Regions from separate parts of the Mus musculus genome. Here regions 1 and 3 are each linked to region 2. Evidence: chromatin contacts called from public HiChIP or PLAC-seq and promoter capture Hi-C data. All regions are on one chromosome and are shown on one strand. The core of a region is the stretch at or near the end of the contact, and the rest is flanking DNA. Distances in the headings are between cores, read along the strand shown. Region 1 holds the start of Stag1 (stromal antigen 1). Region 2 overlaps Ppp2r3a (protein phosphatase 2, regulatory subunit B'', alpha). Region 3 overlaps Ephb1 (Eph receptor B1).

Evidence for each region. Promoter capture Hi-C pulls out the DNA fragments that hold promoters and counts their contacts. HiChIP or PLAC-seq counts read pairs in DNA pulled down with a chosen protein or histone mark.
Region 1: an H3K4me3 HiChIP or PLAC-seq map of forebrain shows a contact between it and region 2, with 3 times the contacts expected there. The contact joins the promoter of Stag1 here to the enhancer-like site in region 2. A contact is called at or near these places in 10 of 484 Hi-C or Micro-C datasets (the G1E-ER4 cell line, bone marrow-derived macrophages, brain and 6 more), 13 of 115 datasets of contacts at active chromatin or transcription factors (the 230-238 cell line, the HPC-7 cell line, the SCID.adh cell line and 10 more) and 1 of 9 other capture datasets (macrophages).
Region 3: a contact with region 2 is called in a promoter capture Hi-C map of hippocampal neurons, with 3 times the contacts expected there. The contact joins two enhancer-like sites. A contact is called at or near these places in 1 of 39 promoter capture datasets (hippocampal neurons), 1 of 484 Hi-C or Micro-C datasets (cerebellum) and 1 of 115 datasets of contacts at active chromatin or transcription factors (astrocytes).

The regions. Positions count from the first base shown.
Region 1 is chr9:100,642,087-100,644,786 of GRCm38.p6, forward strand. It overlaps Stag1 (stromal antigen 1), which reads left to right and starts at 1,362. Exons shown (of 34, transcript NM_009282.4): 1 at 1,362-1,710.
Region 2 is chr9:101,179,137-101,181,865 of GRCm38.p6, forward strand. Ppp2r3a (protein phosphatase 2, regulatory subunit B'', alpha) reads right to left here. Exons shown (of 14, transcript NM_001161362.3): 5 at 1,199-1,301. Among named protein-coding and RNA genes, the nearest start is that of Gm24338, 42 kb to the right of the region's middle. Within about 2 kb of position 1,300, at least 33 of the 459 cell types and tissues checked have an H3K27ac peak or open chromatin away from gene starts, as enhancers often do. A contact at or near this core is called in cortical neurons, forebrain, hippocampal neurons and 3 more, where this site is marked.
Region 3 is chr9:101,941,656-101,944,355 of GRCm38.p6, forward strand. All of the region lies in intron 12 of Ephb1 (Eph receptor B1), which reads right to left. Among named protein-coding and RNA genes, the nearest start is that of Gm31326, 41 kb to the right of the region's middle. Within about 2 kb of position 1,421, at least 10 of the 459 cell types and tissues checked have an H3K27ac peak or open chromatin away from gene starts, as enhancers often do. A contact at or near this core is called in hippocampal neurons, where this site is marked.

The sequences.
Region 1 (2,700 bases), core at 112-2,611, 540 kb before region 2:
AAAATACTGAAGCTATTCTAGAAAAAAAAAAGGCAATGGCATTCAGGCAGGGCTGGACTGGGGAGAGAAGGGAATGGGGGATGGTTAAACTAGGTGAGATTTTTTTGAGATCACGACTACAAACATGTTGATAGAATATCAGCTCTTTATCAGAGTCCCACACATTCGATAGATTAAATTACATATGACTATGGCTTGGAGCCCGCACCGTCTTTTAACAAGGCAAGCTAAAAACAGGCTCTGCAGAGAACACAATAGGAAGTCAATCAGAGGCTAGTAAACGAGATACTTTGCTGAAAGGACTGTCACGAATTCATACCAAAGTTCCTCCAGTGATGTGGAACGCACTTTGCAACCTTTGGGATACATTCCAGAGACAATTGAGGTACTAGCTAGCTAGCCAGCCCTCAAGACTATAAACAAGTTTAACGTTTCTAAGGAGATATTGAAAATGCAGCTGCCTCTGCCAATAAAAAAAAATTGAGTCAGCAATGAGGCTGATGACCTACAAGACCAAGAATTCACTTTTGTAGTGCGGAGTTAATAAGCAGGCGGAAGGTTAGGAGAGCCTTGGTCAAGGACAGCTTAGGTAGAGAGCAGCAGGGAAGGAAGGGGTCAAGATCTACGCCTGGCTATTTCCCTTTCGGCTAGGCTCCATTATTCGCACGTCCATTTGAGAACCACAGAAAGCAGTCCTAGGCTGTGGGAGAATCTGATTGCTCGCAGAGTCTATCTTCACCGTGTAGCTTCTCCTTTCTCACTAACTAGCCAATGCTGCCGCCTTATGCAAAGCTTGCACCTCGGCGAGAACCTGCTTTACAGAGGCAGGACGACGCCAATCGGCCTGGAGCGGTCACTGTTTCCTTTTAGCTCCGCGGCAGGCAGGGGGTTCGTCCCAGTGCTCGAAACCTTTTCAACCTCGTTCTGAAAAAGCGCCTCATCAATAATAATAAACCGCGCGTTCAATTCTAGCTTGGAGACTCCCGCTAACCGGGGAGGGAGCAGGGCTCGGGGGCGCGTTGGCACGGCTCACCCCGATAACGGGCGGGTGTGGGCGGCTGGCAGCCTCAGGGCGGGAGCGGAGCGCGGCCCCCGCCGGGGAGGGGCCTCGGCGGAAGAGCCGGGGGCGGACTTCTTCCAGGCTCTTGGAGAAGCTCTAAAAATGGCGGGCGGCAACCCAGCGAGCGGGTCGCGCAGGCGCCGCGGAGTCCGTCCTTCCGCTCGCCTGGGGCGGCCCAGGAGCTGTCCACAGCGCCCTCGTCCAGACGTCTCCGCGGCTCGCCATTGGCCGAGCGGAGCAGGAGCCTCGCAGAGGGGGGCGGTGCAGCCACGCAAAAGGCCACGTTTCCCGCGCCGCTGCTGCGCGTGCGCGCCCCCCGGAGGCGAGCGATGGCGCGCGGCCCCGTCCGAGGGCCCCTGCTCGCGCCTCAGCTCCCTCCCCTTTCCGGGCAGGCCCGTCCTGTCAGCGGAGCAGTGAGCAGCGCGGCCAGCAGAGGGCGGTCGGGACCCGAGTCTGCAGCGGCGCCATTGGCGTGTGGAAAATGCCACCAGATGGCGGGTTAGGATTGCAGCTCCGTTGAAGGCGCGGCCCCCGCTCCCGAACCCCCGGCGACCACCCCGTAACCACCCCCCCACCTCGGGAATAACACACCGGAGACTTTTGGGGGGAAACTAGGTCGACGGCCGACAGCGCCCGGATGGGCAGCTGAGGTGAGCGCGGGCGGCGGCGGCGGCGGCGGGGGGCGGGAAAGGGGGAAATGCGGCGGCGGCGGCGGCAGCGGCGCGGGGGCTGGAAGCGCCGATCCAAGATGGAGGCCGGGCGAGAGCTTGGGAGCGCGAGCGGCGAGCGGCGGGCGGGCGGGCGGGCCGGCGCGGGCCCCGCGCGGGGGAGGGAGGCCGCGCGGGCCTGTGCGCGGCGCGGCGCGGCGGCTGCAGGCGGGCGGCCGAGCGTCCGGGACCCGCTGTGGGCGCGGCGGGCGCTCCGCTTCCCTCCACCCCTCCCCGCGGGCCGCGAAAACGGTGCCCCCGCCCGCCCGGGCTCCGCGGCGGTAGCGCGGAAGCCTTTGTGGCGCGCTCGGGCCCGCCGCCAAGCCCGCCCTCCGCCCCCCCGCCCGGGCTCTCGGGACTCGCCCGCGCCCGGGCCAGCCTAGGCGGGCTGGCGCGAACGCCTTCCGCCGCCCTGCGTTTCTGCGGTGCTTTGGCGGCGGCGGCGTCACATGACAAGGAGCTCGCTTCTGTCGAGGGTCCTGGGGGTCGCTCAGCCCAGACTGCTGTCCCAGGCCCCTGCTTTGCTGGGGTGGGGTAGGGCTGAGGACCTGGGCCGACGGGACGTCGCAGTCCTGGCTTTCCCGCTATCCGCCGTCCGAGCTCCGGGTGAAACGTGTCCAGGCCGGAGCACTGCCCCGCTAGTTTCCCAATCCCCCGGGAGATGAGGCCAATAAAAGTTGTTTTTCCTCTTCCCTGAAGGTGGGGGGCGGGATGAAGAGCTGGGAAACCCGAGTGCTGGGAGCTGGACTTGGAGGGGTCCGAACCGAGTGCTGTTTGTGTGTAGTAGGGACCACAACATTTTCTGGTTTTCGGATTGTCACGTCACCCGCTTCTGTCTACGTTAGGATTGTTACTGATTCTTTCCACATTGCAGACAGTCGTGTCCTGGGAGTGTTAAGCTCTGGGGTGGTTTTGGAGCCCTATAGACCCCAA
Region 2 (2,729 bases), core at 50-2,549:
TCTGATACGCAGGCTTTGTGTCTTGTTTTTCTCGCCTACACATGCTTTCTTTTTACTGTGCTCCTGCCTACCTTTATGGGCTAGTGGCAACTGTCCTTGCAAACCTCAGTATAATTGATTCAAGTTTCCATTCTCTTATTTCATCATTCATCCACTGGTTTCTTGAGACAGCTCTTGGTATTTTAATAGTGTAGGTTATATCCTCTTGCTGTCTCCAGTGCTAGGATTACAGGCAGGCACGAGCAAGCACCATCATGCACAGCTCTTTTTCCTATTCTAATCTTCTGTTACAAATAGATCTTAGTGGGAAATCAGAGAGCCATTTAGATATGTGCGTAAACCAAAGAGTCAGGATTCACCGAACTCCCAGACTACAGAGTTCGTGACAGTTATTCTGATTATTTCATAGCCTTTTCTTGTTTCTGACCAGATTCTTTAAAGATTTCCATACAACATTATTTTGATTATATTCTTTCTCAACTTTGATCCTCAACTTTGTTTTTCTCATTCTTAGAAACAAACAACAAGAAAACATCCCGTCCTGGTCCCCCTACCCCCCTCGCAACCTAGTTCATTTTATGTTGGCCAACTCTTCCAAACTCTTCCAATGAGGTTTGCCCTGGAGAACTGTTGATACACCCAGGATCACTCCATTAAGAAAACTGATTTTATCTCTTCCAAATACTATCAGTTCCTGCTAGGTTCTTAACGATGGCTGATGTTAAATTCTACAGTTTCCTGAGATGCTCCATGCTTACCGCGACTGGCTAGGGAGGAGGCTGGATACAGTGGAAACAGCCCTGCTTTGTCCATTTTATACTGAGTTTTGTTTTAGATTCCATCTAACAAGATTTTTTTACTACTAAAACAATTTGAAAACCATTCTTAACAATCTGGCTTCTAGATGTATGTAGCTCAGTTGCATAGTTACACTTTAAAATGAAAAATTATAGTTATACTTTACAAGTATAGATATACTTTAAAATGAAAAAAAATCACCATAAGGTATATGGTGGTATATACCTTAATCCTAGCATTTGGGATTAAGAGTTTGATGTTAGCACTGGCTATACAGTAAGACGCCGTTATTAACAAACAAAAAATTTCAGAAACAACCAGCCAAAGAAACAAACAAAAAACCCCCTTTCATACTCCAAAAATAAATTCCATTTTTAAAAGGTACAAAAAAAAATATCACCTGAAGTAAAGGGATAAAATCCTCTTGTTCTAGATAGCTGCAGCTGGGCTTTGCCAGAAGCCAGATGAACTTGGCAGCATCGTCATGACGGTTACTTAGCAACCTACAAAAGAAACACTGGTTAGGAAGATCTGGTGCTCAGAACATACAATGACTACACACTTACAGGCTGGTAATTTTAGGCTGACTTGGGTGCTATTTAGATTAAGAATCAAATGTTCTTTGTCTTTTCATTTTCAGTGCTGGGAATTAAAGGGTAAGCTTTGTGCAAGTCCCCTACTACTGTTACCCCTGACCATGGCTTCCATGCTTCTGGTTTTTGTCAAAGGAGTGTCAATTACAGGATGGTGAACTTTTCTTCTGGGATGTTTTTGAGACCGAGACCATGGGGTGAAACTAACTGATAAAGGTAAATGTGTTATTAGGGAGAAGGCTCATTCAGTTAAGCCTCACGGGGCTTTAAACTCTGACTTTTAAAGAACAAGCTTCGGGACGAAGCCCTCTGTCACGTGTTCTGACTTTCTAGAATTCCTCACCTCCAACCATAGTTCCATAGACCCTGACAGAAAAGTCAAAGCACTGAAAAAGCAAAACAACTACTTTTTCCTGGACTTTGTTTTTTATGTTTGTTAGTTTTTGTAAAAATGGTGGTGCTAAGCCAGGCAGAGGTGGCACATGACTTTAATGCCAACACTTGGGAGGCAGAACTAGGGCAATCTTGGTGAGTTTGAGGCCAGCCTGGACTACAGAACTAGTTCCAGGACAGCTAGTTCCAGGACAGAAACCGTGTCTTGAAAACAAAACCCAGAACAATAACAATAGGGAAAAGGGTGCTACTCAGACTTTGTTTTCTGGGTTTGAAACTTTGGGGTCATTTAATTTTTTCTTATCATCTATATCTAATTATTAACTCCAGATTTTCTGATTTTCCTTCATTAATCAAATTGATTATTGAATGCAAACTGTATGTCAGGTATTTTATCTGGCCTTGAATGGGTTTGGATAAAAGAAAATGAGATAGTTTTATTCCCTATAAGGAATGTACAGTTCAGTGTTTGGTTTCCAACAGAATCATACGACTGTGGAACCACTGCGGTATTGAGTAATGAGTACAGCTGTCATGAAAGCACAGAGCAGGCCCGTGAGATTTCCAGCAGAGAAAAATAGGAAAGAAAGAAGTGTTGTGGTGAGGAGGGCCGCATGCACAGATGCCTGGTGAGAGAGTCATTACAGCGTCTGGGCAACACCCAGTGCAGAGCTCGTAAGAGGAGGGGAGAATTTAAGGTGCTTGTTCTAAATCCAGCCCAAAGGCACTCTGACAGCAGGGAAATGATTTCCTTATGCTTAGGACTTCACTATTCAACTTCAAATTCTATACAGCTCTCACTAACAGAGTAAGCCAGGATGCATGTGTCTATGTCAAAATATTGTAATTCTATATTATCACCTTCTAGTTATTCTTTGTGCTTGAATACTTTTTGGTCTTAAAATATGGTATCTTATATTGCAGCCCACACTATGCAGGAATTCA
Region 3 (2,700 bases), core at 171-2,670, 760 kb after region 2:
CAGGAGGATAATGCATGGGCTACACATAGCGGTATTAGGCAGCTATTTAAAAATCACTGCTCCAGACTCTTACAAAATATTGCTATTAACGAGTGGTACTTGGGGATGAGGGGTACTGCCTGACACCTTATTTCAAAGCCTCTTAATTAATCTTCGGCCCCAATAACATTTATTCTGTGCTGTATATCAGACTCCAGCCACAGTCCACACCATAGAGGACTCTTTCCTAGCACGCAGCAAGTCCTAAGATCTAGGTAGCAACTTCAGCCAAGACTGCCACACTCTAGATGTTCCCAACACTAAAGGCAAGGTATGCTCTACAAACCCAAGTGGCCAAGCCCAAGAGTGCTCAGGATTATCTGCCCGCTGCAGTCACTCAAAGGACGTCTTTATTGCACTAACCATCCCAGATACTGTCACTTATGTAGAATTCCTGGGAGTAATGCTCAAGGTTAGTAGAATTAACGGGAATCGGAATTAGATTAGAATCACGGGTAGGTGGCTTTAATATGTCGACAAGAGTGGTTCCCTAGACCACAGAAGGGGATGTGAGCCCTGGCCAGCAATGTGAGTTAGCAGGAGGCTGCACATGCATAGCAAGTATTTGTCAATACCCTGCTAAATCTAACACACTCTTAAGAAAAGGGAACAGAGGGCAAGTTTGCCTTGCATGTCAAGAGTCACTCTGGAGTGGGCAGATTGGACACACCCCTTGAGGCAGTGAGCATCCTGACTGTAGTTGACCAGCCTGGGTGAGGCAGCCACCCATGAAAGCAGCTCTGTGCAGTGCTGGGTAGACAAGTTGGGGCGCAGATGGGCCCTGTCTTCAGAACACATCTATGTGATACGCTCCCCCGCTTCCTGTTCCTCAGTCGCTGTCTGCTACTTTGGACCAAAAAAGTCAGAAGTGAGTCTAAGTGCTAAACGAGAAAAGTATTTTAAAAGGAGTGGCTGGCATCAAAGGTTTGGGCAAGCACACCAACCCATTTTCCTCAAACTAATAGGTAAAGTGATTTTTTTTTTCTAGATAAGACCAGAATCTGTCAAGCTTCTGCTTGCCCCCTCCCTCCCGGCTCTTAACAGCCAGTGGAAAAGGCTCCTTCTGGCTGCTGAATTGCAACTGAGCCTATGTAACAAAGAGGTGCTTCCCAGGATGCCAGGAAATTGCAGGAAAAATGGTCTCTCCACCTTTGGAAAGAGTTCATCTGGCCCTGCTGCTGCCTTCCTTCTAGAGGCCAAGCTCTTGTTAGAGACACTGCAATTTATTCCCTTGCTGAGGACTATGATGCAGGAAATGGAGAAGGAGAAGGACTCTGAGCATTTGGTTGGCTGCTGGGACAGGTGAGCTTCTGAGATGGTGATCTCATTTGTCTTGCAAATACCACGCACACACTACCCAGAAGAGGGGCTGGGAGACAAGCCACCAAGCCTCGGTGACTGCAGATGGAATTGTTTCTAAACAGAATGTTTTTCAAAGCTTCTCTTGAAGCATTAGCTGTGCCTGCAAAATGAATGACACAATGTATTTCGTACAAGTAATAAAATATGTGATTTGAATAACTACAAATGAAAAGATTTACAGTCAGTGGGCTCCTGGCTGCCTCTCCCCTGAGCTCTGTCTGTGCCGAACTCCTTCTGCAAGATGCTGCAAGAGGTAATTGCAGCCCAAACATCATTTCCCAGCACCTAGAGAAAGGCCTATTTGGACATAAATTAACTAAAAATATGCAGGTGATAGTGTGTATTTCATGTGTGAAGAACAGAAAGGCCACTTGGTGATGTTTCCGATTTGGGGGTGGGGGGTGGGGGGTGGAAATCCCTGTTCTGAACCAAACAGATGAAACAGAAGTCATTTCTCTGCACTACCCTGACAGGAAAACAGCTGGCTTTTACTACCCATACCCAAAACAGCCCCTGCCACTAAAACAGCCCCCGCCACGGCTCGATCATTATTATCTGCCATCATTCAGCACTCTAGAGTTTACAATTAGAAAGAAAGGGTAGCTAGACAGTTTAAATGTGATTCTAAAGCTGCCGTCATTCATTTGACAAGGACCTGGGAGGTAACCTTCCTGCTGGCCTGGATCAGTCCCGCAGAAGGAGCGAACAGGGCTTCTGCCCTGAAGAAGGCAGTGTTGGAGACCAAGTCACCGAGGTGTAGGCAGGTTCTCTCCTGCATGGGACCCCAAAGCTGGGACCTGCTATCACTGCCTCTGAAGAGCCACCTTGGAGAGAGGAGTTGGACCAAATGTAGGAATGGAAGGAACAGATTATCTGTGCATTTTGTCTTAGCTGACAGACTGACCACTGATAACCCAGGGAGGGTTCCATCCATCCATCCATCCATCCATCCATCCATCCATCCATCCATCAGGGGTCTAGTGAACAGGTCTGGGCTCCCTTGTTTTGGAAACAAAATTCCCTTGCTTACTTAGGGCTTAGGGACCGTGAGCCTCTGGGGTCTCTAGATGACAAGTGGACATGAAGGATCAGGAAGCAGGGAACAGGCAAGGTTGTAAGGAGGCTCAGAGTTCACCTGGATGGGATGTCACCCTCCTTTCTGGGGCCATAGCCACTGTGTGTCATCTATTGCTTCCCAGAACCCTGCCTAAACTGAGTTTTCTCCTGGAACTCATCTAATCTGTCCTCTGAACCTCATCTGCCACCCTCCTCAGCCCCAGTCCACTCTAAGCAGCTACA